Regions from separate parts of the Mus musculus genome. Here region 1 is linked to region 2. A link is a contact called in public promoter capture Hi-C data. All regions are on one chromosome and are shown on one strand. The core of a region is the stretch at or near the end of the contact, and the rest is flanking DNA. Distances in the headings are between cores, read along the strand shown. Region 1 holds the start of 4930404N11Rik (RIKEN cDNA 4930404N11 gene). Region 2 holds the start of Sgta (small glutamine-rich tetratricopeptide repeat (TPR)-containing, alpha).

Evidence for each region. Promoter capture Hi-C pulls out the DNA fragments that hold promoters and counts their contacts.
Region 1: a contact with region 2 is called in a promoter capture Hi-C map of embryonic stem cells, with 2.2 times the contacts expected there. The contact joins the promoter of 4930404N11Rik here to the promoter of Sgta in region 2. A contact is called at or near these places in 8 of 39 promoter capture datasets (embryonic stem cells, fetal liver, hippocampal neurons and 4 more) and 3 of 9 other capture datasets (adipose tissue, embryonic stem cells and liver).

What each region holds. Positions count from the first base shown.
Region 1 is chr10:81,363,943-81,367,092 of GRCm38.p6, forward strand. 4930404N11Rik (RIKEN cDNA 4930404N11 gene) reads right to left here and starts at 1,878. Exons shown (of 4, transcript NM_001014836.3): 1 at 1,762-1,878; 2 at 800-1,038; 3 at 600-725; 4 at 82-294. The coding sequence starts at 1,844. The coding sequence ends at 122. Mfsd12 (major facilitator superfamily domain containing 12) reads left to right here. Exons shown (of 10, transcript NM_028657.4): 10 at 1-2,283. Fzr1 (fizzy and cell division cycle 20 related 1) reads right to left here. Exons shown (of 14, transcript NM_019757.1): 14 at 2,937-3,150.
Region 2 is chr10:81,058,558-81,061,684 of GRCm38.p6, forward strand. It overlaps Sgta (small glutamine-rich tetratricopeptide repeat (TPR)-containing, alpha), which reads right to left and starts at 1,714. Exons shown (of 12, transcript NM_001358550.1): 1 at 1,571-1,714.

The DNA.
Region 1 (3,150 bases), core at 628-3,127, 310 kb after region 2:
ACTTTTGACAGGGATGCACCAGCCTACCGGGAGGCTGTAGGGGACACATGCCCGGGCTGCACGTGGGAGAGATCACCTGGCTTACGGGGACACGGACACACGGGTCGGTAGCACGGCTTTATCAGAGCGCGGGTGTGAAAGCCGGAGGAGGCTGGCCGATGGCCGGGCAGGGCCGCTGCAGGCCCCGCTGTCTGAAGTCCTGCGCGGTGAAGCGCGGCCGCTGTGGCAGCGACAGGAGCGGCACATAGTCGGACCGCCAGGGCAGCTTTGCCCCGAACTGGTTCCTGGTGACCACTGCGGACAGGACCGGACGAGCTCTGCAGCTGCGGGGCCGGGGGTGGGGGGGGGGCTCCCAAATCCTTATGCTGACCGAGCCCACCAGGCCACGCCCATCCTGCGCTCCCGCACCTCTGCCCATTGCTGGCCTAGCCCTCCTTATTTTTTCGTTTTTTTTTTTTTTTAATATTGTTTTCTTTTGACACTAGCTAGCCCAGGCTGCCTCCGGGACCAAAAATCCCCCTATCTCTGCCTCCGAGAGTGGAGTGACCCACGTGCAGTACTACCCCCGGCCCCCTCCTGTCCGCATCCCCTCAGCTCACCGAACTCCTTGCCACGGATTTGCCTGTCCCTCCACTGCATGCACCCCCAGCGCGGGCCTGAGTTGAGATACTGCGCGGTTATCGCGGGGTCCCAGAAGGCCATCTCCCGCAAGTGCTGTGTGTAGGCTGCGGGGAGGCACGGAAGGGAGGGTGTCAGTTTGAGACCCACGGGTGTGCACGACCGGAGGTGGGATACTCACCGGGCGGCAGGCCACGCTGGCGACTCTGAAAGCAGCCGTGCCAACGCGTGTGGGCCTCGCGGTACGGAGTGTCAAGAGCACGGGGCAGCTTGTACCAGGCATCACCAGGTTCTGAGTTGGTCAGGCCGGTGAACCACACCTGGCCGGCCGCATCCCGTCCCATGGGCGTGAATTTCCAGCGCACGGCTTGTTTGATGGCCGGCGCCCAACGGGGCCCCTCCAGGGACACGTAGTCATTGCTGAGGGAGGGTGGGGACTGAGCCAGGGCGTCCTGCTGGTCCCAGCCAGCTTTCCTGTCCCAACTCTTTGCCAAGGTGCTGGGTGAGAGTCATCCCCTTCTACCCATCTCCTCTGTGCACTTTCCCACCTGCAGTCTATATCTTGTAGCCGAGAATGGCCCTGTTTGAGGCAGTTGTCAGTGTTGACCTGGCAGCAATCCTGCCTCAGCCTTGAGCCACTTATGGCTGTTGGGGGAAGGAGGGACCAAGGGTGTGCCTAGCCTGTAACTCCCCACAGATGGTGCATGCATGGGAGGCCATGCAGGCTGCAGGAGTGGGGCTTGCAAGGGACCCACGTGAGGTGGCCTGTCATCAGCACCATGGAAGGCCCAAGTGTGAGCAGACCTATGAAATGGGACTTTTCTGCTAGGTGTGGGTGGCGACACTAAGTGTGCCAAGGCAGGAGGATCTCTGTGGGCTTATGAACAGCTCGGGATACACACAAGAATCTAAAAAGGGAGGGCATTCAGGCACATGGCTGCCACTGCAGCACCTGTAGACAGGAGAATCAATAGACCCCTCTGCTTGGGAGTATGAGTGGCAGCACCTGTCTGCTTGGGAGTGGGTGTGTGCAAATGCCTAACTTACAACCCTTGCATACCTCCATCCCAGCCACCTGAGCTGCTGGTAGGGGTAGGGGATCTGGGGTCTGGGTGAAGAAAGGGACCAAGGGCAGGAACCCACCGGTAGAGATGGTCGGGGAAGTAGAGTTCAAGGGTGCCTGAGGGAACAGAGGGCCGAGTAGCCTCCCGCCTCACGTTTTCCATGTCTGGCCCTGCCTGCCCAGAGGCTCTAGTCACCAAGGCCCTGGGGCCATTGTTGACAGGGACAAAGGTATCCCAGCAACAGGGAAGCGGGCAGCCACAGTCTAAGACCTCAGCTTACTTCCTGGTGCGGGGCTGGGACCCAAAGTGTTCCCTCCCCCCTCCCTGCCCCACAGCGGGAGGTCATGCCCTCTAGAGCGTGGGTCTCCACCCCATCTCTGTCCTCAAGACACATCCAAGTAAGGGCACAGTGACAAAGGCCACAAAGTATGGGCCATGATCTAGAGATCCACAGAAGGAAGTGGATACCTAAGTCTTGGGTTGGGGAGAATGCTCTGGGATCACTGGTGGCATCGCTGAACATGCAGAGCCCAGGGCCTGCTCATTCTGCTAGTGCATCCTGTGTATCTCATGACAATAAACAGCAACAACCAATCTCATAGCTCAGTCAACCCTTTACAGTCTGTATAGGCGGCGCTCCACTTGGGTTCCTGTTTTCTCACCAGACATCACCTCCCCCTCTCTGGTCACCAACATGCTAAGCTTGCTCCAGTCAGGGTCCTGGCCAACTTACCCAGGACACTGCTGTGGGGTGGGAGCCCAAGCCACAGGCCCTCCCTGCTTGCAGTTCTGGCTCTGTAGGCTTTGGTCCTTACTCTCTGACTCACCTGCACCCTGACCTGTATACCAGCCCTTCCCATTCATGGCCTTCACAGTCACAGCTGGCTGCTCTGTCCAGGGCAGGTGCCTTCTGAACCACACACACCAAGAAGGTCAGCCAGGAATCAGAAGGCAGGCTGCACCTACCCCTGCATATGGAACACGCCCAGCAGGATTTCCACCAACAGGAGGTCACAAGGGCCTGTGACACTAGTGCACATCTAAAGGCATTTTGCTTTTGGGTACAGATGTCAACAGCAGCAGGTGGCCCTGAACCTTAAACTCCTGTTAAGTGCAGAACCCACTTAGCTCACAAGGCTATGACTCCCACAGGCCTGCAGGCAGCCAACCCCATAGTGACTGTGTCCCAGGGGCTTCTCCAGCCATCAGCAGTTTTGGGGCAAGGCAACAAAACACAGGAGACCGACCCCAAGGTGTCACAAATACATATATACACACGTGCACACACCATAGGCCACAGCCACCACACTGGGAATCCCCAGGCAAGGGGCAGTGGAGATGGGGTATGAAGACAGGGAGGCCCAGGAAGCTTAGAGGCAGCCAGGAAGAGGCAGACAAGGCAGCTGGCTAGGGACAGGGTGAGCTGACACCCACGGGGAGGGGTTACAGAAGGCGCACACACAGACAA
Region 2 (3,127 bases), core at 464-2,963:
AATGTTCCTGACCCCCACCCAGTGTCAGTGTCACATCAGAAGCCCCTTCAGTCACACCGATCACAAACATCCCCATACACTGTCCCTGTGGATGAGAATGACCAATAAAAGGAAAGACTGATCAAATAAATGACCACAGAGGGACAAAACAGGAAAGTCATCTCAATCAACTGGTGGGGAACGTGTGCCTTCACCAGCCACCACAGAGGCTAACAGACCTCTGCTAATGGACCTTAGGACAATTAATGTCCAGGTGACAGACACAGAGACATAACAATTTCAACTGACTTTCTTTGTTTTTGTTGTTGCTAACATTTCATTTTTGGTTTTGGTTTTTCAGGACAGGGTCTCACTCTGCAACCTGGCTGTCCTGGAACTCATTCTGTAGACCAGAGGCTGGCCTCGAACTCTGAGAGCTCCTCCTGCCTCTGCCTCCTGAGTGCTGGGATCAAAGTCGGACACCACTACAACCTGGCTTTTGAGACAAGAGGATTTCACCATGTAGCCCAACATAGCCTTGAACTTCACTTCCATCCTCCCGATTCAGCCTCCTACAAGCTGGGATGACAGCCAGCAAGCCCAGCTTACAACTAAACGGGCCCAGACTGACATCCTTTTTACGTTAATTATGATGCCAGATGAGGTGGTGGCACCTACAGTCCTGGCAGAGGTGGCGCTGAGGCCAGCCTGGCTCACATAGTGAGTTCCAGGACAGCCAGAGACAGATAAAGACTTTGTCTCAAAACAAACAAACTATTAATTATGTCGATTTCATTTTCAGACAGGGTCTCACGTTGTGGTCCAGCTACCTCCACCGTGTTAGGTATCCAAGGCTGGGCCTGAACTCACTCCCCGCGATCCAGCTGTCTCCCCCTCTCAATTGAAAGACTGGATTATAGGTTGTGGACCAAAGTTCTAGACTATTTGCTCGAGTCTTTGCTTTTGGTTGTTTCGTTTTCTGAGACAAAGTATGTAGTCCTTGCTAGCATGGAAGTCCCACGATACTCCTGCCTCTGCCCATGTGTCAGCACACCTGCCTTACCATTGTTTTAAGAAAACTCCTCCTCAGAGAGGTCAAGCTATTTGCCCTAGCATGCACAGCTGGCCCTCTGCCCTTCAAACCCACACACTACCTACCTTTGGCACCAAAATCAAACACACCCTCCCAATGGGAAGGAGCACCCACAACTGCTCAGACAATGGTGACAACGTCCATTGTACAGAAGAGGAAAACTGAGGCTGTGGGCAGGCAACAGGCTAAGCAAGGTCACCAGGGTGAGGAATGGCAATGTAAGAGGGTCTTAGACCTTAGGGGCCCCGAGAAAACTGAGATCCGCCCCACACACACCTAAACGCTGACCTTTTCGTGAGAAAAAGCGACGAGGGGTGGGGGTGGGTTGGGACGCTGTCTGCCTCAGTTTCCTCTCTGCGCCGCCCGCTCACGTGACCCCGAAGAGAGCAGAAGTCCGGATCACAAGCCACCTTTGTCCCAGGGGCTCCCGAGCACAGCGAAGCTAAACCCACAGACCCCCGACGCCCATACGGGGCACGGCGGAGCCCCCAGCCTCACCTCTCAGTCGACCGAAGACCCGACCCACCGACGGCTGCGCCTGCGCACCGCGGCGCAGCCAAGCTCCGCCCTCAGGACCAAGACGCCTGCGCAGAAAAAAACCATTTCCTGTGTAGGTTTCCTTTTGCGCATGCGCTCAAGTGCACCCTTCGCTCTAAAACAGAAGTGACGTCACGCGAAGAGGGGGGTCACAAGCTGGTTGTTATGGAAACTGCCCTCTGGAGGCATCAGGAAAACCGGAAGTTAGTCTGACAGTCACCAAGCGGGTCAGGCCTAAAGCACGGTGGGGCGGCGGCGGACCCCTGAGGCACCAAGGCAGACCACGTGGTATGGAGTCTGTCACGTGATCTAGCTGCTTTCAGCAAGACAAATCTGAATCAAAGCCACTAACTGATGCTATGAAGTTTTTGGTTCTGTTTTCGTAATTTTTTTTTTTAAAGATTTATTTATTTTTATATGTAGGTACACTGTAGCTGTCTTCAGACACACCAGAAGAGGGCATCGGATCTCATTGTGGATGGTTGTGAGCCACCATGTGGTTGCTGGGATTTGAACTCAGGACCTTTGGAAGAGCAGTCAGTGCTCTTACCTGCTGAGCCATCTCACCAGCCCCCTGTTTTCGTAATTTTTTTTTTCTTTTTCCTTTTTTTAAAATGACAATACTACGAGCCCAGCCTGGCCCGGAACTCTTCATCCACTTCGCCCATCTTGGAAACTGGCATATCCCACTTTCTGTGAAAGCAGTAAGTGTGATTAACCACTAAACAATCTACTTCACTTATTTTTATATTTAAAACCTATTTACAAACTTATCTTTTGCACACCCCAACTTCTTTCTGATGCCTAAAAGAAAAACAAAGATTAGCAGCCAGACAGTGGTGGTGCTCGCCTTTAATCTCAGCACTGGAGAGGCGGGGGAATCGCGGTGAGTTTGAGGCAAGCCTTGTCTACAAAGGATAGCCAAAGCTACACAGAAAAACCTGTCTCAAAAAATAAAAACAGGAGCCGGGCGTGGTGGCCCACGCCTTTAATCCCAGCACTCGGGATGAGTTCGAGGCCAGCCTGGTCTACAGAGCGAGTTCCAGGACAGCCAGGGCTACACAGAGAAACCCTGTCTCAAAAAACCAAAAATAAATAAAAAAATAAAAATAAAAATAAAAACAGGTCGGGCGTGGTAGCGCACGCCTTTAATCCCAGCACTCGGGAGCCAGAGGCAGGCAGATTTCTGAGTTCCAGGCCAGCCTGCTCTACAAAGTGAGTTCCAGGACAGCCAGGGCTATACAGAGAAACCCTGTCTCGAAAAACCAAAAAAAAAATTAATAAATAAAAATAAATAAAACCAACTTATCTTTACTTTTGAATTATGTGGATGTCTATGTGTGGGTGTCTGCATGGGAATACAGTGCCTATAAAAATCAGAAGAGGGCATGGAATCCCCAAGGCTAGAGTTGGGTGCAGTGCAATTCAGGCCCTCTGCAAAAGCTGTATGTACTCTACTTTTTTTATTTTCTTTGAGACAGGGTCTCATACCGTAGGCAAGGTTGGGCTAAAACTGCA